4 separate regions of the Sus scrofa genome follow, and regions 1, 3 and 4 are each linked to region 2. Evidence: chromatin contacts called from public HiChIP or PLAC-seq data. All regions are on one chromosome and are shown on one strand. Each heading gives the region's core, a stretch centred on a gene start, on an enhancer-like site or on the middle of the called end of the contact. The rest is flanking DNA. Distances are from core to core; before and after follow the strand shown.

What was found. HiChIP or PLAC-seq counts read pairs in DNA pulled down with a chosen protein or histone mark.
Region 1: a contact with region 2 is called in an H3K27ac HiChIP or PLAC-seq map of alveolar macrophages. The contact joins the promoter of CETN3 here to the promoter of ARRDC3 in region 2. A contact is called at or near these places in 2 of 5 promoter capture datasets (fetal liver and liver), 1 of 47 Hi-C or Micro-C datasets (heart right ventricle) and 1 of 2 datasets of contacts at active chromatin or transcription factors (alveolar macrophages).
Region 3: a contact with region 2 is called in an H3K27ac HiChIP or PLAC-seq map of alveolar macrophages. The contact joins the promoter of MBLAC2 here to the promoter of ARRDC3 in region 2. A contact is called at or near these places in 1 of 5 promoter capture datasets (liver), 3 of 47 Hi-C or Micro-C datasets (fibroblasts, heart right ventricle and skeletal muscle) and 1 of 2 datasets of contacts at active chromatin or transcription factors (alveolar macrophages).
Region 4: a contact with region 2 is called in an H3K27ac HiChIP or PLAC-seq map of alveolar macrophages. The contact joins the promoter of ADGRV1 here to the promoter of ARRDC3 in region 2. A contact is called at or near these places in 2 of 5 promoter capture datasets (fetal liver and liver), 1 of 47 Hi-C or Micro-C datasets (embryonic fibroblasts) and 1 of 2 datasets of contacts at active chromatin or transcription factors (alveolar macrophages).

The regions. Positions count from the first base shown.
Region 1 is chr2:97,591,792-97,598,363 of Sscrofa11.1, forward strand. It overlaps CETN3 (centrin-3), which reads right to left and starts at 1,529. Exons shown (of 5, transcript XM_003123777.3): 1 at 1,391-1,529. The coding sequence starts at 1,407. LOC102167126 (a long non-coding RNA gene) reads left to right here and starts at 1,421. Exons shown (of 2, transcript XR_002342050.1): 1 at 1,421-1,527.
Region 2 is chr2:98,440,699-98,447,064 of Sscrofa11.1, forward strand. It overlaps ARRDC3 (arrestin domain-containing protein 3), which reads right to left and starts at 4,012. Exons shown (of 8, transcript XM_003123783.6): 1 at 3,454-4,012. The coding sequence starts at 3,733.
Region 3 is chr2:97,644,009-97,650,577 of Sscrofa11.1, forward strand. MBLAC2 (metallo-beta-lactamase domain-containing protein 2) reads right to left here and starts at 4,139. Exons shown (of 2, transcript XM_003123780.4): 1 at 3,230-4,139. The coding sequence starts at 3,683. It overlaps POLR3G (DNA-directed RNA polymerase III subunit RPC7), which reads left to right and starts at 2,104. Exons shown (of 8, transcript XM_005652940.3): 1 at 2,104-4,386.
Region 4 is chr2:97,699,900-97,706,377 of Sscrofa11.1, forward strand. It overlaps ADGRV1 (G-protein coupled receptor 98), which reads left to right and starts at 3,749. Exons shown (of 91, transcript XM_021085372.1): 1 at 3,749-4,013. The coding sequence starts at 3,773. LYSMD3 (lysM and putative peptidoglycan-binding domain-containing protein 3) reads right to left here and starts at 4,019. Exons shown (of 3, transcript XM_003123779.5): 1 at 3,698-4,019.

The sequences.
Region 1 (6,572 bases), core at 279-2,778, 850 kb before region 2:
CTGTTAAAAAAAAAAAAAAGAATTCACAATTGATGATCACTACATATTAGGCTTACTTTTATAGTGTTAATAACTATCAAAATTACTACAAAAAGACATCTAACTCATCAATTAACATAAACTCTTTTGGCATTGTGGATCAAAAGTGTTTTTAGATTACACATTTTTAAGTTTGGCATTTTATTTGCAATTTCTCCCACTGATATTATTAACAATCACCCAAAAAACTTAGCCTAAGCATACTATTAAACACCAGAAAAGTACATATTTGTGCTAACGCTATATAATAATGTGGAGTCAACTGTCTTGTAAATCTCACTTAACATATACATTTGGATTTAATTTTTCATAAACCCTGAAAAAGGCTGAAGAAAAAAAGGAATTTATTGTAAAAGCCAGAAATATCTTGAGATGTTCCAAATTTTCAAATAGGGTTGCAAGTTTGAAGCAGAAGAATTCTGTAAAACTTAGAAAATGTAAAAACCCAGTTGATTTTATTAGACACGTTATCTGTTTGCATTTTAAGTTGCTTTGTTCTCTGAAATCTACCACACACACACACACACACACACACAAAAGGCAAGAGATGACTAGAAAGTGACCAAAAGAGATATGATAAAGCTGAGGTAGATCTTGCTTTCACAGGAGACCCCACTTCACACAAGCCTGGACGTTCTGGGGGTCGGCCATTCTTTTCCCAAGATTTTGAGAGGACAAGTTCGCAAACCACCGACCACTGACCCCAGCCAAGGATACCACGATTATGCCTTATCAGAACTCGGTACCTTTTTAGTTAGGTGTAACTCTATAGGTATTTTTACGGTAACACGCCTAGTCGGAGTTGGGAAGTAGGCAACAAATGGTAGGTTAGTGGTTGGAAATGAGCGAAAAATAAACTCAGGGAATCTAAGAGATTACCAACTAAAAGCACTAAAATGGGTCTACTATTACATAGTGAAGCAAGGAGGGCTTTACGTTATTTCTAAAATCTACGGGTTAGATGTTAGCAGGAAGGGAGCTGCGGTGGAGGCCATAAGCGAAGGAATGACGGGAACTTTACTAAGGATGCTCCAAGGCCTGGTTTCCTAGTTCACATAAACAAGAGCGTAGAAACCTCGCGATATTTCACTGCCTCCTCGAGACTATAACAACCCAGGTTGTTGGGGTCCAAAGCCCAGTGGCCTGACAGAAATGACCGTCTAACTGCACGGAGCTCACCCGGGCCCCGAAGATGAGGAGTCTGGCCCAGGAAAGGTGGCCAAGGCTCCCTTCCCTCGTCCCAAACTGCATTCCCTTCCTTGCCTCGCCCCAAGCTGCCTCCCTTCCACACACACCCACCCTGGGGCCCGCTGCGTGGTGTGGAGAGCATTGCCGCCTCCTCATTACCGACCTCAGAGCTAAACTCATTTTCTCTTCGGCCAGAGACTTTCCTCTCGAGAACGACTTTAACCCCCTACTCAAAGCCGAACGACTTCCACAAGCGGTTCAACAGACAACGACCTAAGCAGCCTCAAGACCTCCCACAAGGTAGACATTTCTGAGCTGGATTGGTTGAAATAGCTAATGCCTTGCCCATTAGGGCGGAAGCGTCACTAGTCCTCTTCTCTCATTGGGCATTTTTCGCGTCAATCAAAGAGCTCTCCCTTTCGGCTCTCTTGCTGCCCCTCCCGCCTTTTAGGTTGACCTGTAGCGTAGCCCCCACCCCCTCCAATCCTTTGCGGAGCGAGGGTCTGAGTGTCCGCTGGGCTTTTCGGACTGAGGGTGACTGACCAAAGCCTCAGGAGAGAAGGCCTGCGGCATGTGGACGACGTCTGGAAACGGCGCAGGAAGGGAAGAGACACCCCGCAGGTTGTCCTGCTAGGAGGAGGAAGTAGCTTGTGAATGAGATCTGCGAAATTTGGCTCCACTCTATTCTTAAATTTTGGATGATTTAAATACATGGGGAGTTTGTTTAAAACTCAGATTTAAGTGTCACTTTCCTTCATTCTGATTCTAGTAGATGTGAATCTGCCTTTTTTCTTTTTCCTTACAAAATCCAAATGATTCTGAGGCAGGAGCTGTTAATTATACCTTTATAATCACTGGGTTGAATTATTAGGCTATTTACGGTGAAGCTGTGCCTAGATGGCAATTGCTCCCCTATACCTCCTTTGAGGTGCTTTGGTACTTCACTACCGAACCAAGTCTCTTGAAGCTCACTGGGGTATTTAATGTGTTTACCTGTTCGTCTCTCCTACTAATCTTGAAGGCCGGGGTTTCATTTAACGCTATTCCTAAGGCCTAGTACAATGTCTGATGCAGAGGTGCTCAATAAATATTGCTGTATTGAATGGAATCTTGCTATGGAAACTCACAAAGTACTGAGCTAAACTGCAAATCTCATAAAATAGCCTGAGAGTGTCCAACAGGGGAAGGGGGAAGATATATATAGAAGGGAAAGAACACAGCAGGATAGAAGAAAGACTTCTTGAAGGAGATGGCATTTATGTTAGGCCTAGAAGTTTGAACTAAATTTAGATAAGTAAAGAATGTGTTGACTTAAAAAAAAAAAAAATGCACAACCTAAAAGTTAAGTTTTGTTTGGGGCAAAATCAGGTCTTAAGCCCAGGAGGAAACATCTGAAGTAACCCAGAAAAAAACATTCTGCAGCGGGAGTAGGGGGGAATAAGGATATAGAGGAAGTTTTTTATTGTCATTGGGGTTTTGGGTTTTTTTTTGTTGTTGTTGTTTTTTGAACAAAGGGCAGGTAGTAGGAACAAAAGATTACCGAAAACTAGGTATCTCAAGTTACAGAATTAAGCCCTTTTCTTTGGGAAGACCCAGAGGTCTGGCCTCACTAAAATCATTCCTTTGATATGCACTTTAGCTATCTGGGCCAGTATCCCGTGTTTTCACAGCCTAAATTTCCTCACACTTTGCTGTTAGGAGTGGCTGTAGTCTGATGGCTGCAAAGTGACAGGTATTCTTTCTTTCCTGAGTTCCCTCAGGGCTCAGCAGCTTAGCCTTGGAGGTGGCTGCATTCACACAGCTCTAATAAATATAGCCTCAGAGAGGAAAGGGGAAATACCAGGATATAACTGGTGATAAAGGTAAAGGGGGAGGTGCATGCAGTCATGCATACAGTTTACAAAAATTTGCTACTGGCCTCATGAAGGTTACTACTAGTCATTAGAAGCAGACATCACCATGAAGGATTTCAGTGTTTTGCTTGATATGAGGAGATGCAAGAATTGGGCACATAAAATCTTTTCCTAAAAACGTTTGACTGTCTGAAGATCTGTTCTTCTGGTTTTCCCAGAGCACAGAGTGCCTCACTTCTGGTCTCTGCCCTGAGCTCCACTCCACTGCTGGTTGGCAGCTGCAGTGGCTCATGATTTAATGCATGTAGAGGTAGACAGCAAGTGCCAAACTCCAGTTCACAGTGGTATAATGGAATAAAGCTAAAAATTAATAGCTCCTCCCCCCAAATAAGTAGAAAACTTTAAATTTTAAGGTACTTTTATAAATCACATTTGAGTGTAAAAGGACACTAATATTGCAATTACATAATTACATACAATAATGTAATGACAGGGAAAAAACTATATATTAAAATTGTAAGATATAGACTAAGCTATAGGGAAAAATTATTTTATTATTAGATAAAAACAAAAATAAGAAAAACATTTATTTGAATATTTTTACAAGTGATCAAAATTATTTGAAGTTAGGAAGAACTAAAGATAAAACAACTTTTACTAAAGATAAAAGAACAACAACAAAGGAATTAGAAAACAGGTTTTAAAAAGAAAATTGTTTAATAAATTGGTATAATATTCTCATACTGTAATAATAAACTGGTTTTTGGCAGTACCAATAAAAATGGCAGAGTTAAGGAAGTGTAACAAGAAAGGGAATATTGCCACTAATAAGGGTAGTAGTTTAAGAGAGAGTTAAAAATTATTAAAATATTTTATACAGCTCTATATTTTCAACAAATATTAATACCAAAATGAAATAGTCACTTTTCAAGGAAAACGGAGATAAAGACTCAAAGAAGGTAGAAAACTAAATTAGGTTAATAACTGTAGACAGGACTTTAAAAAATGATGCCAGAGTTCTGTATCACAAAATAAAAAGGCATTCAGCTGACTCAGACTTATGAGTGAGTTTTAAAAATTCTTTTTTTTTTTTTTGTCTTTTGTAGCACCGCACCCGTGGCATATGGAGGTTCCCAGGCTAGGGGTCAAATCGGAGCTGTTGCTGCTGGCCACAGCCACAGCCACAGCAATGCCAGATCCAAGTCGTGTCTTCGACCTACACCACAGCTCATGGCAACGCTGGATCCTTAAGCCACTGAGCGAGGCCAGGGATCAAACCTGAAACCTCATAGTTCCTAGTCTGATTTGTTTCCTCTGCGCCACAACGGGAACTCTGAGTTTTAAAAATTCTTGAAGAGCTAATTCTTGTGCTTTAAACTCAAAGCATGATGGAGACCTTCTTAGCTTAATTTTTGAAGCTAGCACAATCCTTAGCATCCTAAAAAGCATTTAAAATTACTGAATTCATGCTCTGTGATGAGAGGGTATGCATGTTGCTCACTATTGTTATGTGCCCACCTCATATTTGATACACATTAGTGAATGTATGTGCAAAAGTCCTAGACAGTGGCAAAATCGATTTGGTATTGTCTGAAGGAACATTTCATTAAAACCAAATTTGGTGAACCAAACCAAATATACTTTATTTTAAAAATTAAAGATACGGAGTTCTCTTGCGTAGGGAGTTCTCTTGTATAGAGAGAACTATACAAGAGTTCAGCGCTGTCACTGCAGGGGCCTGGACCACTGCTGTGGCACAGGTTCAGTCCCTGGCCCAGGAACTTCCACATGCCACACGGAGAAGCCAAAAATAAATAAATAAATAAAAATGTAAAGATAGTTCAAAACAATCCTGTATTAATTAATCTTAATTAATGATACTAATTATGATTAATATCATAATTCTAGATCAAGGTGATAGTCTCAAATGTCCAAAATGGCACTGGAAAATACTCAACACCCATTCCTGATAAATATACACATTAATTAACGAAGTATAAAAGGTACTTTTTTAAAAACATGGTGCCTATTGTACCTAATAAAATGCTAGTGTTTCTCACACCTGGTCTTGAGACACCAGAATTTTGTGGAATGTTTACAGTCATTAGTGAAGAATGGATTTTTTGAGCAAATAATATGGGAAAATAGAATATGGTAATGAGAATGTAAGTCTAGAACCAGAGCCAAAAGTACATAAAACTTCAGGTTTAAGAAAATAGTGGCATTAATATTTGTTTAGTCTTCCTCCTGAAACCTTAATAAAGCAATAATGAAGAAATTAAGTTCTAATACTGAAGTGACCTGGAAATGTATTATCAGCAGACAAGTTATTTCAAAAAATATCTGAAAGAGCAAAAGAGATATGGAAGCCTGTTAACAAAATAATGCCATCAGAATGGCATCTCTGTAGGAGGTGATTTTGTAAGAGGTGACTAAAAGTTCAGAGAGAGTTCATCTCCTTGGCAGAGTCCCAGAGAGATCCTAGGATTAGTGTTACGCTGTAGAGGGTAAAAATGAGAAGCCGGCTAAATAAAAAATGTCAATTTGAAAGCTCTTTAGGGAGTTCTCTTGTGGCATAGTGGGTTAAGGGTCCAGCATTGTATCTGCAGAGCCTCAGGTCACTCCTGTGGTGTAGGTTAGATCCCTGGCCTGGGAACTTCCACCTGCTGCATCATGACCAAAAATAATAAAAATAAATAACGAGAGCAAGAGTTCCCAATATGGCACAGTGGGTTAAGAATCCAACTGCAGTGGCTTAAGTCACTACAGACATTCAGATTTCATCCCCATCCCAGCACAGAAGGTTAAAGGATCCAGCATTCCCACAGTTGTGGCTCAGATTCAATCCATGGCCCAGAAAATTTCATATGCTGCAGGGCAGGGAAAGAAAATTAAAAAAATATATAAAATAATAAAAGCTCCTTAGGAAACCACTGCACTTCAGTTTCTCCAGATTCCCCTCCTCATTTTCCCTCTCTTCACCTCTATCTAGAACCCCACTCTTAAAAATGAATGAGAAATCAAACACCGTCAGAGACATGAAGAAAATCAAAGGCATGAAAGATAAAACTAAGGAAAACAAAGCTATCTTGGAAGACTGAGATTAGGAACCAAAAGAAATTCATAATAAATTAATTATATTAAGCTTTCAAAGAAGCAGTCAAGAAAATACTGTATTGGAGTTCCCATTGTGGCTCAGTGGTTAGCAAATCCAACTGGGAACCATGAGGTTCCGGGTTCGATCCCTGGCTTTGCTCAGTGGGTTAAGGATACGGCATTGCCCTGAGCTGTGGTGTATAGGTTGCAGATGCGGCTTGGATCCGGCATTGCTGTGGCTGTGGCGTAGGCTGGTGGCTACAGCTCCGATTCGACCCCTAGCCTGGGAACCTCCATATGTCGCGGGAGCGGCCCAAGAAATGGAAAAAAGACAAAAAAAAAAATACTGTATTGGAGAATAGGATATTTTGAAAAAGGAATATTATGGCGTTCCCA
Region 2 (6,366 bases), core at 2,762-5,261:
GTGATTTTAATGTCAGTTTCATAGCTAAAAATAAAAATTCTTACTGAACCTAAAATTATGACAACTTCAGTATGTTCTAGCAACAGCTAAAAACTCACATATATAAAATACATACCTTAGCTTTAAAAAGTGCCTACTTGTGGGAAACAACAGTCACATAGCCTTGAAAAATGAAGACTAAGGTTGTTTCCAAATGCTAGGAAAAAAAACGGGATGATTTTTCATTTTACAACCAATTTCTTTTGGTCTAAGGGGTTATTTTAAAAATGTCTCTAAAATAAATAGAACGAAATGTGGGAGAGGGTTTTGGATTCCTAAAATCTTTTAAACCATTCTGACTAGGTGATTCATTACATAAATATCTTACAAATATATGTAGTTTTCTCGGTGTAGAAACCTTTATCATTAACTATGTGAGTAGAAGAAATTGTATTATCACTTAACTTCCCCCTAAAGTACTGAATACACATAAAAAATGTGATGCTTCCCTTCCCTCATAGGAGAAAAGAAAAACGCCTATATGTGGATACTTTTATTCAAAAACCAGAATAACTGGCTTCTAGGTCAGTGATATTTCCCTCGCTCCTTGTGCAAATTCTCTCAACAGGATTTCAGCACCGAAAACCGGCTGATGAGTTGGGGGCCATTTAAAACCGCTCCCTCCAAGAAGCCCAAAGTTTGCCTCCCTTTTCCTTTCTTCCCCTCTCGCTCCCTTTTTGTGCCAGCTCAGCAGTCTCATTGAGAAGAGCGGCGGCGGCCGCGCCGTGGTAAACAAGTGCCGGGCTGTCAATCAAGAACTAGACCGGAGCAGGAGAGGACCGGCCTAAACCGGCGCGAGCAGATCCCAGCCGGCCCGCCCGCGCGCCGCCGCCGCCCGCGCGCTCCGCTATACATACGGCATATGTCGCGCGGCGCTCGCACTCGTGGCCGCGCAACCTAGCTTGCTAGGGGGGCGGGGCGAGCGCGCCACGGCGCTTCCGCTTTACACGCCCCAGCCGGTGACCGGTTCGATCTGGCTCGGGCCACCCTGACACCTTTACAGTCGCGGCGAGGGAAACTGGGGCGGCGGCGAACGGGGGAGGATCAAAAAGCCTCAGGAAACAATGGGGAAAGGGCGGGGAATAGTGGCGGAGGGCCCCCACCCCCCAGCTTTAGATGTTAGTGTCGCTTTCCCTTCTCTTCCTGGCCAGCTTTTGCTACCTCTCCTCTCAGGTCAAATCAAGGTAGCCAGTCTGATGAGTGCCTAGATAGGGAAAGTCGCTTTGTTTCAGCTAGGAGGAAGGCAAGCCTTCACGGAAGCCGCCTGACAACTTCCACCCGAAAAACTGGAAAACAAGATCCTGTTGACCATGCTGGCCCAACTTCCCTGTATATAGATCTTGAGCTAAAAAGTTGCACCCAGGACCCTTGGGCAACTATCAGGCCAGCAAAAGCATCTCTCCTCTACTCTTCAAAACCTTAAGCTATTCCATGGGGGAGGGGGCTGCACAGGCTCAAGTGAGAGGCAAACAGAACAATATGTGACAGGAACTACGGTTGCTTCCAGGAGCCCGCAACGCAGACGCGAGAACGGGCGGGGGTGGCTGCTCAGGAGGGACCTTTACCGGCGCACGCCGGTTCCAAGCCTCGCCCCAGCCGGCGAGCCTACTCTCCCCACCCGCCTGCACCCAATCCAATCAGAGCCTGGCATCGCCTTAGCAACAGGCTAACAAACCCGGCTCCGCCTATCGCTGGCCGCCCGGGGCGGGGTCTCAATTTCCAGGCTAGTTTGAGAGGTCCCAGTTTTAAGTCATTGAAACTATTCCAGGCTAAAGGCTCGTCCATGCTTTGCAAGGGTTGAGAGGCATCTCCGTGGAGTTCAGGACACACAGTTTTTCTTTACTATGAAATCATAGCGCAACTAATGAAATTGTGTTTGTCCCCATAAATCGTTATTCTACTTTTGCCTCACCGCAAACCTCAACTCCTTAAAAACCTTTGTTTTTTTCTCACCCATGTATTATAAAAAGCTGCCAGTCCAGGAAGGTTCAAATACAAACTCGTGTGTGTGCTGTTCAACAAACACCAGGACTGTCATTAAGCAGCTGCATTTCTAAGCGGTGTCAATGGTTGGAGATATTAACTAGAAATTATTTCAGGATGCAAATGACCTATGTGCAAGTTAAAACCCAACAAAACAGATTTCATCTTAAAATTTGTTAAAATAATGCATTAAGATGCTGTAACTCAAAGCACCCCTACATTTCTGCACTTGCCTTAGTTCAATTAGCACTTCCTCATGGATGGGTATTTTTTAGTATAAAAAAAGAGGTAAAAATGTGCTCTACTCTTCGAGAAATGGCCAACATTAGAACTAAATACTGCATTAAAAAGGAGAAGCACAAAATTACATAACCAGTTTTAACATTATATTCTTCTTGGGCTAGGAATTAAGTCATCCCCACCACCTGACGCGTGTAACCAATCTGCTGAGAGCAGAACAAGCGCCCCTCCTCACCACCCCCTAGAACTGGTCCGAAACAGGATTGAACCGCTTCTAACAAAGGGTGGAAACTTAGAAAAACAAGCTTAGAGTCTCCTATATTTCCACAATGTGACCATTTAAACAATAGATTGGAAATCTCAGGACCCCTTCTCCCTTTGACAACCCTTTATCTCCCTTTTATAACCAAAAATCAAATCCAAATGAGCCGAATACTTTTCAATTCCTTTTGACTGGCTTAGGTTTCATTGAATGCAGTTCCAAAGTTAGGCATGATGCTCAGAAAAAAAAAAATTGACTTTAAATGGCTTCTAAAACCGATTTGAAACATATCATAATGATTGGTATTGTCCTTTAAAATAGAGAAGGCTTGATGTAAATTTCTAAAGGAACTGGAAAGAATAGGGAAAAAACACGTGGGGTGTTCATACCATATGTCAAAATAAGCCACAGAAACCCTTTATCAAAGAACAACAATCAATTCTCTAAAGTCTTTGAGTGTCAATATTAAAAATGAAGTACACCCATTAACCCACTTAAAAATGTTATTTCATTTCTTCATTGAGGCTTAATTTTTAAGATCTAAGGTTCCACAGAACAAGGAAAAAATCTAATATTGGACTGCAGCTTTTAGCAATTCATTTGAAAACGTATCAGTAAAATTACTGCCTCGGATTTAAGCAGAATTTATAAGGTGGAAATAGACTGCAAGCGCGTATGGCACAGATCAAGCCGGGTATAGAGGTAGTTGAATAAGTGCAGTTTGCAGTCACTTTGCAGATGCCTGCATGCATTATGGCTTAACACACGATGAAAGTCAAGGAGAATTCAAATCTTGGCTAACTTTGCTAACATTTATCAAACTGCTATATTTTATGCTAGGAGTAACATTACATTAATTCAGAGAAATTGAACAGATACTTTCCCAAAGAAAATAGGTGTAATAATTTCTGAATAATGTAAAAACTTACCTCTTTCGTGTCCAATTAAGATGTCTTTATGATTGAAATATTCTACTTCTTCAGTGTAATTCTGTGTGTAGGCAGTATTGGAGCCGGCGTTTCTCGATTCGGTCCAGCGTACTTTCGCATGTCCTCTTGCATGAATTTTAAGAGATTTTACTCTGATTTCCCCAGTAACTTCTAAATTCACCCTTCCTGAGACTGTATCCCCACTGGAATACACAGGGACATTGCTGTCATTAAGACAGTCAAAGCTTATTGTCAAACTCTTTACCTTTCCCAGCACCATGTTTGTAACAAAATCTATAAAAAATATAATGTAAGACAAAAAAAAGTCAAGAACACATATAAAATGTGATCTTCACTTAACACTGATCGATGTCTTTGCCGTGCAAAAAGCTTACAGGCAGGATCAGTGATTCTTTACAAACAGTTCATTGAGATTTCTTAAAAAGTCAAGGCAGCAGAGAGGCTGCTGCTCCTCGCTCCTGCTAGTCTCAGTGGTCTCCTTACAAAGACGGGCGGCTGGAACCTGCCAGCTCACTTTAAGAGCAGCTTTGTGAAAAACAACCCCAGGGCGCATGCGCACGCCGCGGCTGCTGTCGCCCTCCCTGCGCGCCCCCTCCCGCGCCGGGCTCGCTCCCTGGCTCGCTCGCTCGCGGGTACAGTAGGTGTACAACCAAGGAAGACGGCAGTGGGGCTGCCGGGAGGCCGAACCTGACTTCTCTTCATTGTGGGTTCCTATTGGTAGGCAGGCTACCGTAAACCCTCGACGTGCTATCTGGAGTCCCTTATCGAGCATACTCCGGCAGAAAGATAATGGCCGAGGGGGCACTGGGGGACAAGGTTGGGTGGGGAACTGTTTGCAAAGCCAAGTAAAGACAAACTGATGAGTGACCAAGCCGGGAGAGTGCGTTACCGGCGCTGTAGGGGTTTGCCCATTCCCCGGAGGGAAGGAAGCAAAAGTGATGTGTGTAGAGAGATGGGGGAAGGGAAGAAACCGGTTGGGCAAGGGCTGCTGAGCATAATCTAATGAATTTCAAAAGAAAATGTAATAAAAACTAGAGAAGCAATGATATTCACGGACAAGAGCATTCTTGGCCTGCACTGTTTGTTTGTTTATTTAAACCAGTGCTTTGTAGGCAGTGAAGAAATGAGCTCTGTGGAGGCCAAATCCAGACTAAAAGAGAATACTACACGGAGCAAGGAAGAGAAGCAAAAAAATGTACTCAGTATGTTTTGCTTTCTCTTCTCTTAATTCGATAGCAATGAAAAGCAACCAGGTTGTTTGCATGATGACATCAGGGGAAAAAAGGTTTGACCACTTCCTCGAAGAAAGAAAAAAGTCCTTTTTTGAGATACCACCTACAGCTAGATTTGCAGGGTATGACATGATTACAACTCCTGTGTCCAAAGGATTAAGAATAGAGTTCGGCCTAAAAAGTACTACCTTATAAAAGGCTGCATCACTGCGTTTTAGCTGACGTAATGTTTACAACAGGATTGAAAAATTTTTGTTAGAAGTTAGTGAGGCGCAGAAGATGGTTCTTTAAGAGAGAATTTGTTATATAAATAGGGCTTAATTCTGTAAAGTTTTAATTTTAACTTTCAGCCTTGGACTGTTCAACCCAGTAATTCTCATAATACATCTATCTTAAGGACAGATACATTTGTCTCTTTATTGTGAACGTTTTGATAGCAAATAACAATGCTTTCATAAAAATCACTGGGATTCAAGGCATAACAGCATAAACCTATATAGATTTTTTGCATTCAACAAAATTGCTTATAGAAGAGAAATATAGGAAGAAAAAATAGTACTCTGGAACTGTATGTGTGTGTGTGTGCGTGTGTGTATATATATATATATATAAGCAAATACACTTTGGAAGATTTTTGGCTGTCCATGTCTAAGCCATTTTAGTTTCTTTGTGCAGTATATTTGGGTAGGTTGAACCAGTGTGTCACAGCACACTAAGCTCATTGGTCTTGCTGGGTTTGTTTGTTTTTTGGGAGGGGGGAGAAACTAAATTTTATTTAGTTGGATCTTAGTTGAAAAGGCAGTATCTTGGAGTCAAGAGCTTTATACAGATTATAAATATGCAGACTATTTAGACAGTTAATTGGCAGGATATTTATCTCTTGATGGAGCTTAGATGGTTGTGTTTAAAACTATGAATCAGAGTGGAAGGAATAGACTCCCCTCCCCTCTTGGTTGACACCTGGTGGCTGTTCTAGTTGTCAAGTGCTTGGCTATTCTAGTTCAAGTACAAGCTTCAATAACCGATACTATTTGGGGTTTTTCGCCACCTAGTGGTAAAAGTGGTGAATTTGTTAAAGTGTTTGACGTTAAGGTGACATATACTAAGCAGCCAAATGACGTTGGACAAAGAATGGATTTAAAAGTGCAGTTCAAAGTGAGGCCTTTATTACCAAAGTTGTTCTAAATTACTAAGGACTTGTGAATAATTGCTTAATTCTTCAGAATTTTTAGTAAAACCTCTCCAGTTGGAATATGACTTATTTCTGAAAAAATAAGAATCAGCTGTTTAAATTAAGCTAGAATTGCATTTAACCAAAAAGAATTCTGAAGAAATTTACTTATAGTTTGGAAAATTGTTTTAGCACCTTAAATGATTCATTCCTCTTACTGTATTACATCATCCCTTCTGTGTAAAACTTTTAGGATGCTATAAATCATTATTATTATTTATTTCTGTCTTTTTTTTTCTTTTTATGATGTCTTCCTGAATACTTTAGGAACTGACAAGTTGCCAAGAAATTTTTTCCCCCTCTCATTTTTTACTAAGGTCCTACTCACACTAATTATTACTTTTCTTCTCTTCGATTCTGTCATGTGACTATTTCTTAAATATATAAACTTGAATTTATTTATTTCATTTTGTTTTCCTCCTCCTATTT
Region 3 (6,569 bases), core at 2,889-5,388, 800 kb before region 2:
AATCAAGAAACCCCTTTGTTTTATTCTCTCTAGAGAACAAACTAACTGGGTGGGAGATGAGAGTTTTATTAGGAAGAGTTCCAGCGTTTTATTAACAGCTTCTTAAATGGCTTTCAACCAATTCTACTTATTTTAGTATGCTTCCCTTAACCTCTACTAAAGTACCAGCTAGTGCTAATTCCTGAGCCTTTTAGGTCTCCTGCAGTGCAAACCTGAATGGTTCTGAATTTTCCATTGCCAGCATAGGATAAGACAGCTAACCCAGGAGTTCCCATTGTGGCTCAACGGAAACGAATCCGACTAGGAACCATGAGGCTGTGGGTTTGATCCCTGGCCTCGCTCACTGACTTAAAGATCCAACTTGCTCTGAGCTGTGGTGTAGGTTGCAGACGCGGCTTGGATCTGGTGTTGCTGTGGCTCTGGTGTAGGCCGACAGGAACAGCTCTGATTAGACCCCAAGCCTGGGAACCTCCATATGCTGTGGGTACGGCCCTTAAAAAGACAAACAAACAAACACAAACCTGCTAACTCGATCACCATATTTATTCTCCAGTATCCAAAATAGAACCTCAGTCAATGTGAATTTATACATAAAATAGACAAATCATGGTTCACTTGCAGTAATCTTAGTGTGGTTTTGAGAAGGAATCACATTAGATGTGTTTGTTCAAATTGCTGCTTCCTTTCTGGAATCTGTTTTTTGTTTTTAACCTCTTCACATGATTTAAGTTCACCTGAAAAACTGTTCTAATATGTTGGTGACTCTGGGAAAATTATTTAAACATGGACAATAGAGGTCAAAATGCCTGCACTTCATATTACTTGAATATTATGAAAAATAGTCCAAATGATGTGTGCCCACTCAAGAATGTGCTGTATAACCTAAGGTTTATTGCTATCTTCTTAAAGGAAGATACAACTTTACTATTAGTAGGAAGAGTTGTTTTTTTCATTAAAGATGATTTTCCATCAAAGATGATGCACAGAATGATGATCTCTCCTTGTCCCTCACATCCAACTCAGCTTTTGGGTTAGTGAAACAGTACACAGATTTGTATCTTTCCATGACAAGAGGTCATCAAAACACTAAATGAAATGACATAAGCTGATGAATTCAGTCTTACGTTCTAACCAAAACAATAAAGATGTTATGCTGTTAGTTAGGTATGTTCTGTTCATGTATGTGGAACTGTGTATGAGTTTTTCTAGATCTCCTTCCAGACATCTGCATTAATGATAATATCAAGTTAGCAAGCCACACCATTCAGAAGAGACAGGAAATTAATATTCCTGAGAAAAGAGGAAATTAGATACTATTTGAGGGCATGAGGCATCCAGCTTCTAATGAAAAACAAATTTTAATTTACATAGAATTACCACCTTCAAAGTGTGTAGTAAATACTGAGCTTTCTTTTCACACTTTCAAAGGCTTAAAGCACTGCACAGGTGACTTGCAAGCTACTTGCAATTCCAAAATACTATAATTTTACCATCAACTGGGATTTAGGAAACCTGGATTCTAGTCCCAGTTCTTTCCCTAACTTGGCTATGTGACCCCAGGCATGATATTCAAGCTTGCTTGGATTCCATCTATAAAACAATAATTTCTATCATTCTTTCATCATTGATTTCCTATTTCTGGTAAAGGAGCAAAAAGTAAATAAATAAAAATTTATTCATTTAGATAATTTAAATATATTTTAAATACTTATGTAAAGACTTTTTGTCCTGGGTGTCAGAGTTTAGTCTGAATACCAATCAACACCATGGAAATCCTACCTTTAAATGTGTCAGTTTAATCAAGAAATACAGTAACTAAAAGCACATTTAATGTAAATGTAGTTTTCTTTCATCTGAAATTGTCAGGTAAAGTAGGACTCCCATCTAAACCCATGGGTTTTTTTTTTTTTAATTTTTAGATTTAAAATTTTAATGAAGACTTTTTAAGCAGGGTGTGAGATATACAATCTTGCTTTCTATTTTTTATATCTCATGTGATCAAGATCTCATTTTTGTAAAATATTTCATTATTGCATACTGGTTGGTCATAAAATGAACCTTACTGTACTGCAGCAACTAGATTTTTCCACCTCTTAGAGGAAGGATTTAATAGATTAAATTGGCAAATAAAATGGTTTCACGATAGAAATGAAAGGGACTTTCACATCCTACTCAGAATTACCAGTTTTATGGAGGATTAACGTGAGAGCTGCATGCTTTGATCTTATTGCACCTGGGTTCAAATCCTAGCTCTTGTTACTATCTTGTTCTGTAAATTCTAGGCAAGCCATTTAATTAGGGGTCAGCAACCTCGCTTCCAATGAGTTGTCAGGATTAAATGAAATCATCAAAAGCATCCTAAAAAGAAAATATACAAACAGCACTGCTATGACTGGTTCAATTATTTAAGTGCCTGTGTAGAGCTGGAAGGGCAGGAACCCTATCCTATTTTATTCTTTCTGAACCCCATCTTGTTTTTTCAGAGCCAAGAAGCCCAAGGTGATTTATGCATCAGTCCACATACTTCACCATCATCGGAAACAGCCTCCTCATTCATTAATCTTTCTCAGGCCTTGCTTTCAACCAGAACAGAGAGCTGCCATACTCTAAGATTCAGACATACTCTACTTTTTATGTTCACTATCAAGCTTCTTCTCTTGTGAGGCAACATCAAGAACAGAAACCTATCTGGAAGATAAGGATGAATGAACAGTTTGAAACCACTGACTGCTCTCTAATGGCTTTCTAAGCCTACAGGTGTGAACCGGGCAGATGAAGTCAGCAGTTCTCAAAAGCATAGAGCATGACATGCACTCTCCATGAGGCGTCATTCCTTTTAAGGAAGACTTTTCGCTAGAAAAGTGCCTGAAAATGTCGGACAGATGTTTGGGGAAAGAATGGAAATCCTAGATATAAGACTCTGTTGGTGTTATTGCTGTACGTTACACAGGAAACTGACTAGGGGGTGGGGCCGGCTCTCATTTGAGTACTCTGCATTGCTACCCGGTGCCAGAGCTGGTCTCCGGTAAGGAGGACTAAGACGGCCTACCATCGACCTGATGTCGACTGGGGTTTTGAATCAGGAAGGGTGAAACAGAAGTAGTGTTTCTGCGATGGGACAAAATAAGGCCCCTTACAGCCACGCACGTCTGCAACAAGCACTCCTCGGACAGTTTCTCCCCAATCCCTTCCCTTAATGAGAGAGCGCGCGCTCGTGAAGGGCCATTACCATCCTGCAGGATGAGGGTGGGCTGCACCGCCTGCACTCGAAACTGCCTGGCCCTCCAGCCGGGGCTCGGAGCCCGGACCACCTCACTGTCGGACAGCCAGGTCACGGTTTCAAAGTTGTCCCCGCGAGCCAGCGCCTCGGCCTCGGCGTGGTGCACTGCCACCCGGTCGAACTGGTAGAGGCCGCCGGAGTGGTCGAAATGCACGTGAGTGGCCACAGCCAGCAGTGGCCGGCATGCCGCATCCTCTTTGGCCTCGCGGTCCTGCAAAAGGCCAGAAGAGTACAGGTACTCCGGGAGGCTGCGCAGGCCCAGGCCTGTGTCGATCACAACGTCTTGCTCCGAGCCTCGCACTAGCCAGATGTTGGCGCGGTTGCCTGACTCATAGAAGCGTTCCTGAATCCAGAAGATACCGTCGCCCAGAGACTTGTGGGCGTACCACTCGAGCGCCGACATGCTGAGTAGGGATGCGGCCAGGCGGAGTGGGTGTGGGCGTGTGTGCCTCCTGCAGGCTGCCCAGACTCCGGCGCTGCGGCGGGATAGACTGGTCTGCCTGCAGTCGGGAAGAAGGCGCAGAGCAAGAAGGGGGCGGGGGATGCAAAAGGAGTGGGAGGAGAACTGGGAGGAGGAAGGACTCTCGGAGACGCTGCCTTCCGCACCCTCCCTCCCGGTCCGCAAAGAACAGAGACCTATCTCCTTGCACCCCGGTGCAGAAACAATCGCAGCATCAGAGGCCACAGCAGAAAGTAGCGTCAATTCAGTAGACAAGGGATTCAGAAAGCGACACTCTTCCTACCGCCAGGTGTTTGACTGTAGAGGGCAGGGGCCAGGTTTGGAAGGCCCCAGGGCCGCCCACACACCGCGCGCCGTGATGCGCACTTCCAGCCGGCGCAGAAAGAGTCAGGCCAAGGAGGTTGGACCGGTACGGTTCCCGCCAAGGGATAAAAAGCTCTCTCCCCAGAGGGCGGGGCCTACCTAGCGAGTGGGCGGAGCTAACTGGTGCGATCGGAACGCGATTCTGAGGCCTCGTGGAGGGCGGAGCGCGTTTTTCCAGAGGTGGAACCAGCACTCGGCGTCGGAACCTTCTGTCCGCACCCCTTCCTTGCCGGCCGGCACTTCGGCCGCACAGTTTTCTCAAGCTTCGAGACTTAGTAAGCAGGTAACAGAGGAGGCAATGGAGGGGTTGGGAGGAGATGGAATGAGTAGGGGGGGGAGTTAAAGGGGCACGTGGAAAAGACCGGGGAAGGCAGGAGTGGAGATTCATTAAAGAGCCTCTGGATTGAGGGACGTAGCGAGATCTCTTAATCCCTTCACAATCTTTTGAAATCGTCGTTCCAGATTTTATCTTGTCTCCACTTATTAGGACTGTTTTCAGTGAGTTCGAAGGGAATTTATGCTTTTACTGATGGTTGATTTTCAATTCCGATGGTATGATTGCTTCAAACACGAGTCATTGCCGCAGACTTGCTGCTAAGGACGCACTATTCAGTACGTTTTTTGTTTTTTGTTTTTTACCGTTAGCACTTTACCCTGTACTGTGAGGAGAGGTGTTGTTGATAAGGTTTTACTTCTCTTCTGAAAAATTAAATTATATATTCCTTCCCCTCCCCTTCCTTGTTTTGGTTACTTTGCCCGCTGTTGGAAGAGAGCAAAGAAAGTTGGTAGAAAGGCTCAACTAAGGAAGGGTGGAGGCAGCTGCACCTTGTGAGGGCAGGAAAAGTGGATAATGATTGGGTGTGGCCCCATCAGCTGAAAAAATCATCCCTAGTATTAACATAAGGTCCCTGTCCCCATCCCTCAGCTCCTCGCTGTTGGTATATCCATTCAGACTTAAACAATTCCCTTGAGAACTCGACTAACCTCCCTATCCAGCCAGGAAAAATTATAAAGAGACCCATGAGACAGCATTATAAAAGATAATTATGAAAACCCTTATTGTCTCAGCTACTAATAAGCCTTCATAGAGGGAGAGGTGTTCTCTCCTTCCCTATAAACCTTAAGTCTTTGAGGGGGATGCAACTTTTCTGAATGTTTACCTAACCTAGTTAGAATTTATCCAGACACTCTGTTCAGGGCTATCCTTATGTACAAGTCCCTCAGCTAAATGATGTGTGAAAAACAGAATTGTGTTGTTTTTTTTTTTTTTTTAAAGTCATGATCTGGGTTCTCAGGAATTTGAGGGAAGCAATATCTTCACAAAAATGTTTGCAGTAAAAAGCAAATGAGATATGTACCCCAGAGGAAGTAAAAACCAGGTGCTATGAGAATATGCATGGAAGGGACTGATGAGTAGAGGCATTTGAGCTGGCCTTAAAAGACCACTGTTGTTAGGATGTTCTCAGCACGAAAGTAGAGAGCTCTCTGTAGTTTTATTTTTCCTCTAGGTAAAGGGAGGTGAATTGGAGTGATATTCTTACTAAGCCATGAGCTCAGCAATAATTCATCCAATTTTTATTGGACTTTTGCCAGGCTCTAGTTGGTGATGGGGCAGGAAGAGGTGAATAAATCTTCAAAGAGGCCTTCACACTTACAGATCCTTCTGCTTGTATTACACTTTCCCTTGTATATCCTTTCCTGATTCTCAGCATGGCCTTTTCCTTCTGTCAGTTTTGTGCTCAAATATTACAGAATACAGGACCTCTTCAACCACTCTTTCTGTAATAGCACCCATGTTTCCTGCTTTTTTTTTCCACATCACTGATCACTACCTGACATTTTCTATGAAATATTTTTTCCCTTTCCTGTAGTAGACTCTAAGCACCATGAAAACAGGGGTTTTGTTTTATTCACTATTATATTCCCAATTCATAGAAGATGGCCTGACCTAAGAGTGCTTAATTAATACTTGAAGAAGGATAACTGAAGAACTTATGGGGAGACAGACAAGAACTGATGATTACAACATGCTTTTTAAATGGTAATAAAACAGGGTAGTATTTGGGAGACAGAAAAGAGAGAGGCCTAGCTCCACTTAGGGTGGAGGAAATGGTCTCAGAGAAGTGGCATTTGCATGGTATCTTAAATGATGATGGGGCTTGCTCAGGTGGATGTGGCATCCCAGCAGAAAGAACACTACAAGCAAGAGCTGATATGGCAGATTTGGGAGTGGTCAGGAAAGGAGAAGGTGCCAGATGCACAAAGTCAGACTCCAAAGCTCTGTTGCTTAAGAAGGAGAGTGAAACATCAAGGTTTATGTTCTAGAGGGATGTCTGGAGAGTGGTTTGAAAGAGGAAGTCTGGCTATGGGAAGGTTGGTCCGGGTCAGGGATGGTGAAGAAAGGCAGATATGTGAAAGGGGACACAGAACTGATAGTCTTCTACCATTAAATGAGGATATCAAGGG
Region 4 (6,478 bases), core at 2,499-4,998, 740 kb before region 2:
CATCAAACTAATCTATTCTTGTTGAATAATAAGTGGGCGGAGTTCCAGTCATGGCTCAGCAGAAACGAATCTGACTAGTACCCATGAGGAAGCAGGTTCAATACCTGGCCTCGCTCAGTGGGTTAAGGATCAGGCCTTGCCGTGACCTGTGATGCAGGTCACAGACGCAGCTCGGATCTGAATGTTGCTGTGACTGTGGTGTAGGCCAGAGGCTACAGCTCCAATTCGACTCCTAGCTTGGAAACCTCTATATGCCACCAGTGCAGGCCTAAAAAAGACAAAATAATAACAATAATCATAATAATAGAAGAAATTCTACTATGGGAAGAGCTATATGTTCCAAATGGACGGCTCTGACATGGGGTATGCCAAGATGCATGTCAATGCCACCTGCTTCATCAACCACTTCTGTGAGTCCAACTTATTCTCTGGGAGTCATCTACCTAGAGGGCCATAAGCAGCTTATCATCTTCACTGTACCCTGCACTATTGCATCCTGCATGATGAGGAGCTCACCTATGACTTACAAGTTATCACTGACGATGCCAGCTTAAAGACACCCTGCAACTGTGGTGCCAAGTACTGCTGAAGCTGTGGCTATATGCCATAGCTCCTCCTGCCAACTTGGTCCTAGCCTGGGGACTCCCTCTTCCTTCCCAGAGCATCTCATCCAACCCTCATGTTAAGAGTGAAATGCGGGCATACAGGTGGCAAGGGCGCTGCCTCCACCCCTCCAGCCTACCTACCAATCACCTGCTTCTAGCCCTGAGAGTCCAGGAAATGGATATTGTGCAAGAGTTTCTAAATCCCTTCTTTTCTATGTACTTTTTTATTTAAGGGGATGGGATCCCAGGGAGGAACCAGACCTCCCCTCCCCTATGAAGTCTGTCAACGACTTAAAAAAAAAAAAAAAAAAACATAAAAAATTAATTCCACATTCACAGTTTTAGCTTCATGTTAACTGCTCACACAAGAAAGGAGAGACTGTTTTCAATTATTGTGAAAGATGGAAAGAAAACAGGTAGTAAGAGGAATTTGGGGAGATAAAATACTTAGTGCTTAATAATGTGGCTCAAATATGAAGAGAAGAAATTAGCTACAGATCATACCAAGATTTCTTGTTTGCATCCCTGAGTAAATGGTGGTGCCATTCTAAGACTTGGAACACTGGAAGAACTTGGGGGTCAGCAGGAAGTCAATGACTGAAACTACAAATTCCTCTATGACAACCAAAAGGAATGTCAAGTAGTCAAGTGAGCTATATAGTCAAATTCAGAAAGGTCTGGTTTAGAGATAAAATTTCCTGACTCATTTGTACATAGGAGGAAACTGAAGCTGTATACATAAGCTTACTGAGAAAGAGAGCACAGAATAAAAAAAGAGGGTCCAAGACAGATCCTTTAAGAACTGCTACATTTAGTAACTAGATGAAGGAAAATCAGCCTGCAAAGATAGAAAAGGAGTGTTCAAAGGAGGAGGAAACCATGAAAATGTTGTGCCATGGAAGCCAAGACAAAATGACATCTCCAAGGACTTAGTTCTGATATCAATACCATGGATAAGCACCAAGTGAAAAGGAAAAAAAAATTAGAAAAGACCAACTCCGAAAGTGTGAATTTGTAATATACATGACAACGGATTACATACTCTCTATGTAGGAACATACCTGTAAAATTTGGGCAACTATTTCATATAATCGATCCAACTCCTGAAAGAAATTTCTTTCTTTTTTTGTCTTTTTAGGGCTGCACCTGCAGCACATGGAGGTTCCCAGGCTAGGGCCCACGCCACAGCAGCACCAGATCCAAGCCGCATCTGCAACCTACACCACAGTTCACGGCAATGACAAATCCTTAACCCACGGAGCAAGGCCAGGGATTGAACCTGCAACTTCATGGTTCCTAGTAGGATTCATTAACCACTGAGCCAGACAGGAACTCCCTGAAAACCAATTTCTGGCCCTGCTCTATGGCAACACTGTAACACTTTAAAAATTCAATAGTTTCTATTCAGAGAACATAAATATCTAATAGCTATATACTAAGTAGGTCATTTCACCTGCTGCCCCAAGAGCTACATTATTTATTACCATGAACTGGGATTCCTAACTGGACAGCAACCAAACTAAAGACAGCTACCCATATTTTACATGTCAAAAACAGTTTTAAAGTCACACCTATTCCCTCAAGGAATTCTAACAAGTGACAGCTCTAACAAGTTTAAAGACTAAACTTTTAACACTTTTAAATTAATATTTTAAAATTTTTATTATGTTTAATTCTAATTAACATTTAATAAACTAAGGATGCTTTGTTTTTATTTTGTTCTCAAAAAAAGCTGAAAGTATTTCACCTTCACCTAAAATGGATTAACAGTTTTATTTCCACTTACTTAACAGTCTTTTCTATCCTGTCTTTAATCAAGGGAGGCTATGAATCCTGTGGATTCCTAGGCAAAATTTTATACATATGTATATATTTCTGGGGATAAAATTTATTGTTTCCACATTCTCAGAAAGTTTAAAAAGAGCCATTAATATACAGCAATATACACATTAACTACACTGACTCAGTTATGCTTGCCCTTTAGACTTTTTCTCTGATAATTTGTTCCTGGAACAGCTGAAATGCAGCTCACTGAGCAATGCCCCAAAATCGCTTTAGATGTTTATATCAATGTCTCTCCAATAAATACTGCTAAATAATATTTAAAGACTAGGATGTCATCTGTCTCACGATCTCTTCATTCCCCTTGGACTGAAAGGCAGCAGAATACATAAACTAGGTATTCTGTTTCTAAGTAATCAAGAATTGGTTGTGTCCTTAATTCAAGTGAAAAGCCAGACTCCAGCCCAGGCATATAATAATTATCTGAGCCAACTATACAAAGTTTAGAAAATACACACTAGTCATGTGGTTCAATTTTCTTCGCCTGTCATAATTCTCTTCAGGTAGGGCAAAAAGCACAAACGGCCCCTTCAGAAAACTGAGACAAGCCCGCAGGCTAAGGAGATGACAAGAGGTGCTAAAAAGTTATTAAAATGGACACCGTGTTAAAGCACTCATCACCTCACTCTAACCGAAAATGATTTTCTAAACGCCTTCATACTATATAACACAACTGCTGCTGGGTATTTCGCTTTGACATTCTCTAAGCAGGAAGCAATAAAAAGGCCACAGGGCACAAGCTAGTTCAGCACCGGGACAGTATCACAGAGACAGTGTCGGCTAGGGCCAATTCAATTTTCAAAAACTTCCCTCCTCCTCCATTCCACACATCTAGTTGTTTCTTCCCCTTTATCCTCTGCAAGGATTAAATCTCTATGTTACAACATCTCACTTGGACGATGTGAACGAGATGCCTTCAACGAATATTCATCGCAAACACGAAGTTGTGGGAGAAATGCAGCGTGTTTATGTGGAAAATGCAATGCTCCGGGATTCAGGCAGGTAGGAATCCTTCCTCTGAGCCTTAGTTTCCCCAACAGTGTGACAAGGGGGTTCGGTGGGGCTGGTCTCAAACGTCTCCCCTGCCTCGGAGGACGCCCGGGTCCAAGCGGGCCCGGTCCAAGTCCAACTAGCCACCCCCGCCACATCTGCGGCCGAGACGACCGCGCCGCCTCTACTGACCATGCAGCTGGGGCCCAACGCCTCCGGCCGGAACCGTGGAACCCACCACCTTTCCCGGCCATCTTTACCTGTCCCGTTAGGACGGGGGACTCAACGAAGAGACCGCTACCAGGTCCGCCACCACTGCCCTCCCGGCACAGTTCATGGCCGAGGTTCTGTTTTCGGCTGCCCGGGTCCACCGTTGCCGCTGCCGCCGCCAACGTCTCCGCCTTTCGTTCCGTGCGCCGCCGCCACGTCCGCAAACCTGCCGTGCGTCATCGCGTCAAGTGGGCGGAGGTGGGAAGGGACTGGGAGAAGGGGGAGAGCGGGTGCGCAAGGGCGAGCCCAGAACCAAGTCTCCGCAACCACAGGCCTGCACGAGCGCGCAGGCGCCGGAATCCGTGGGTGAGTCCCAGCTCCAGCCCCGCCCCTGACTACTCCCCTCCGCCCCGCCCCTCCACTCCCAGTAGCTCCCCGGCCAAGTCCGCGGGCTAACCCTGCGACCCCGGCGGACCTGCAGGCTTCGCCTTTGCCTTTTGTTCTCACTGGTCTGGCAAAGAAGAAAACGTCGAAGGGGGGAGGTGCTAAGGACTTATCGAACATTTCACCTTGCTCTGCTTCTGGAAATTTCTGTGGGGTGGGGAAGGACGCCCGAAAGCATAGTATTGACATTCTCTGTTTTAGATTGGTTCTGTGCTCCTTACGCTTCATGCTGAATCCCCTAGACTCCTTCAGAAGAGACAATATAGACAAAAAAACCTTTGGGAAGGGAGGACGGTTGTTTCAGCCTTTTGTGTTTTTAGGTGAGGAAAGTGAGCCATCTAGAGTTAGGCCCAGGGAAATAGTTGCCCTTGAGCCCTGATTCTCGGGCTTCTTATTCTCAATGAGGCTAGGCTGTCCATAAATTGTAACTTCTTTTTGTTTTGAAAATGAACTGAAAGTCTCCCGCTTCACTGTTGGGGTCAATGACATATTTGTTAAATGACCAACGAATGACTTCGGATGTGGTTTTTCTCAGAAATTTTCTAAATGAGTATGATAATGTGTTTGAATTTATGTAAATGAGTGTAAAGGATTTTAATGATGTGCCCGATGTTTCCCAGTGTTGACCAGTAGAATTTGCACTTTGATAACCATGTAGTCTTATGACAATATACATTTTAGACCCAAACAGGCAGGGTGCAGAGCACTTCTTTTCCAGGCTGTCTGAAAATTTATGCATTGTGAAGTCTTTGAAGCTTTGTTTTGAATTATTTTCAAAGAGTATGTTTTCTGTTTTCTGGGAAGTGCCTCAGTAAAAATTAGGAATTCTGCATTGCAATGTTTTTCTTGTTTGAGAGGCTAGGCACTGCGCTCCCCAATGCTACAAAAAGAACTGCAGGAGAAGACTTTGAAAAAAAATGTTTTTTAAGTTTGTTGGAGCTGTTCTGTGTGCTGTTGCCCTTGTGACACCCCTGTCTGTAACCATTTATCACTGAGACATTTTCTCATCAGTAGACAAAGGATATATTCCCTACTTGATGTGTAGGGCTTCGGTTGCTCAGCCTTCATGAATGTTAATGTGAATACAACCTTCTTTCTGCATATGGGTTACTTTTCTTATTTTAATGTCAATAGGCAATGGAATCCATGTGAAAGCCCAAGTAGTAGAATTTCAAGCTTTTCTACATGACTGCTACCTGTTCCTTTGTATAAATACTTTCTCAGTGATGTGTGCATGCTCTTGAATCCTTACTTACATTTAACAAAGTGCTGTTATTGAACTTTTTTACAAAAAGAAAATAATAGATTGTATTTTATTATTAGAATACACAAAAGAAGCAGTTAGCCATGAATTTTGGCCAAGTTCCAAAAAGCTGGCCAGTAGGACTGCGTACTTTGTGTTTGCAAAAAGGATGTCCCCAGTACCGAACGGGGCCACAAGGATTTTCAGGGGTTTTTTAGTGTCACATTTGACACAGTTTTCGTTAAAAAGCTGTAGATAAAACATTTTGCAGTTTCTAGGAATGTGTCATTAAACGTTTAGTTTTTGTGGTTTTCCCCAGAATAAAAATTATATTTCCATAGAGTGTAAATTGATGCAACCGTTTAGGAGTATTACTTGGAAATATCAAAGTTAAAAATGCAATTGACTGAACTGTTACATTGTTAAGTAATTACCTTGGATTAATTTACAGATGTATAAGCTTTACCTATTATATTCAGGAATGTTTACTACAGTAATAGGCAAAAATCTGAAAATATTCTAAATGTTCATCAGTAACAGATTGGATACTTCTGGGTCATTTAAATAATGTAAGATTATGCTTTTGTTCAAAACAAATTTTCTGTATTTTCTGATTTACTCATTCATTTACATAATATCTTTTTTCTGGAGAAAAAATGTATGTGAGACCTTTGTTCTAGGTGTTAGGAGTACAGTGCTTAAAAAGACAGAGCTTCCCTACTAATGGAGCTTCTGTGACTTGGCACACAGAAAGATCACCAAAATGTATTTTAAAAAGTAAATTGCCACATAGTAGGAATGATGTTATTCCTTTGGAATAAAACTTTAAATGCACATACCTCATCCCCCCCCACACACATTCATATATATACACACAGGAAAATGCATTTAATTTTTGTAGAAAATCACTACTAGGAGTTCCTATCATGACACAGCAGAAGCGACTAGGCAGCAGTTCCAACTAGGAACTATGAGGTTTCAGGTTTGGTCCCTGGCCTTGATCAGTGGATTAAGAATGCAGCGATGCTGTGAGCTGTGGTGTAGATCTCAGACACATCGTGGATCCTGCATTGCTGTGGCTATGGTATAGGCCAGCAGCTGTAGCTCAGATTAGACCCCTAGCCTGGGAACCTCCATATGCTGG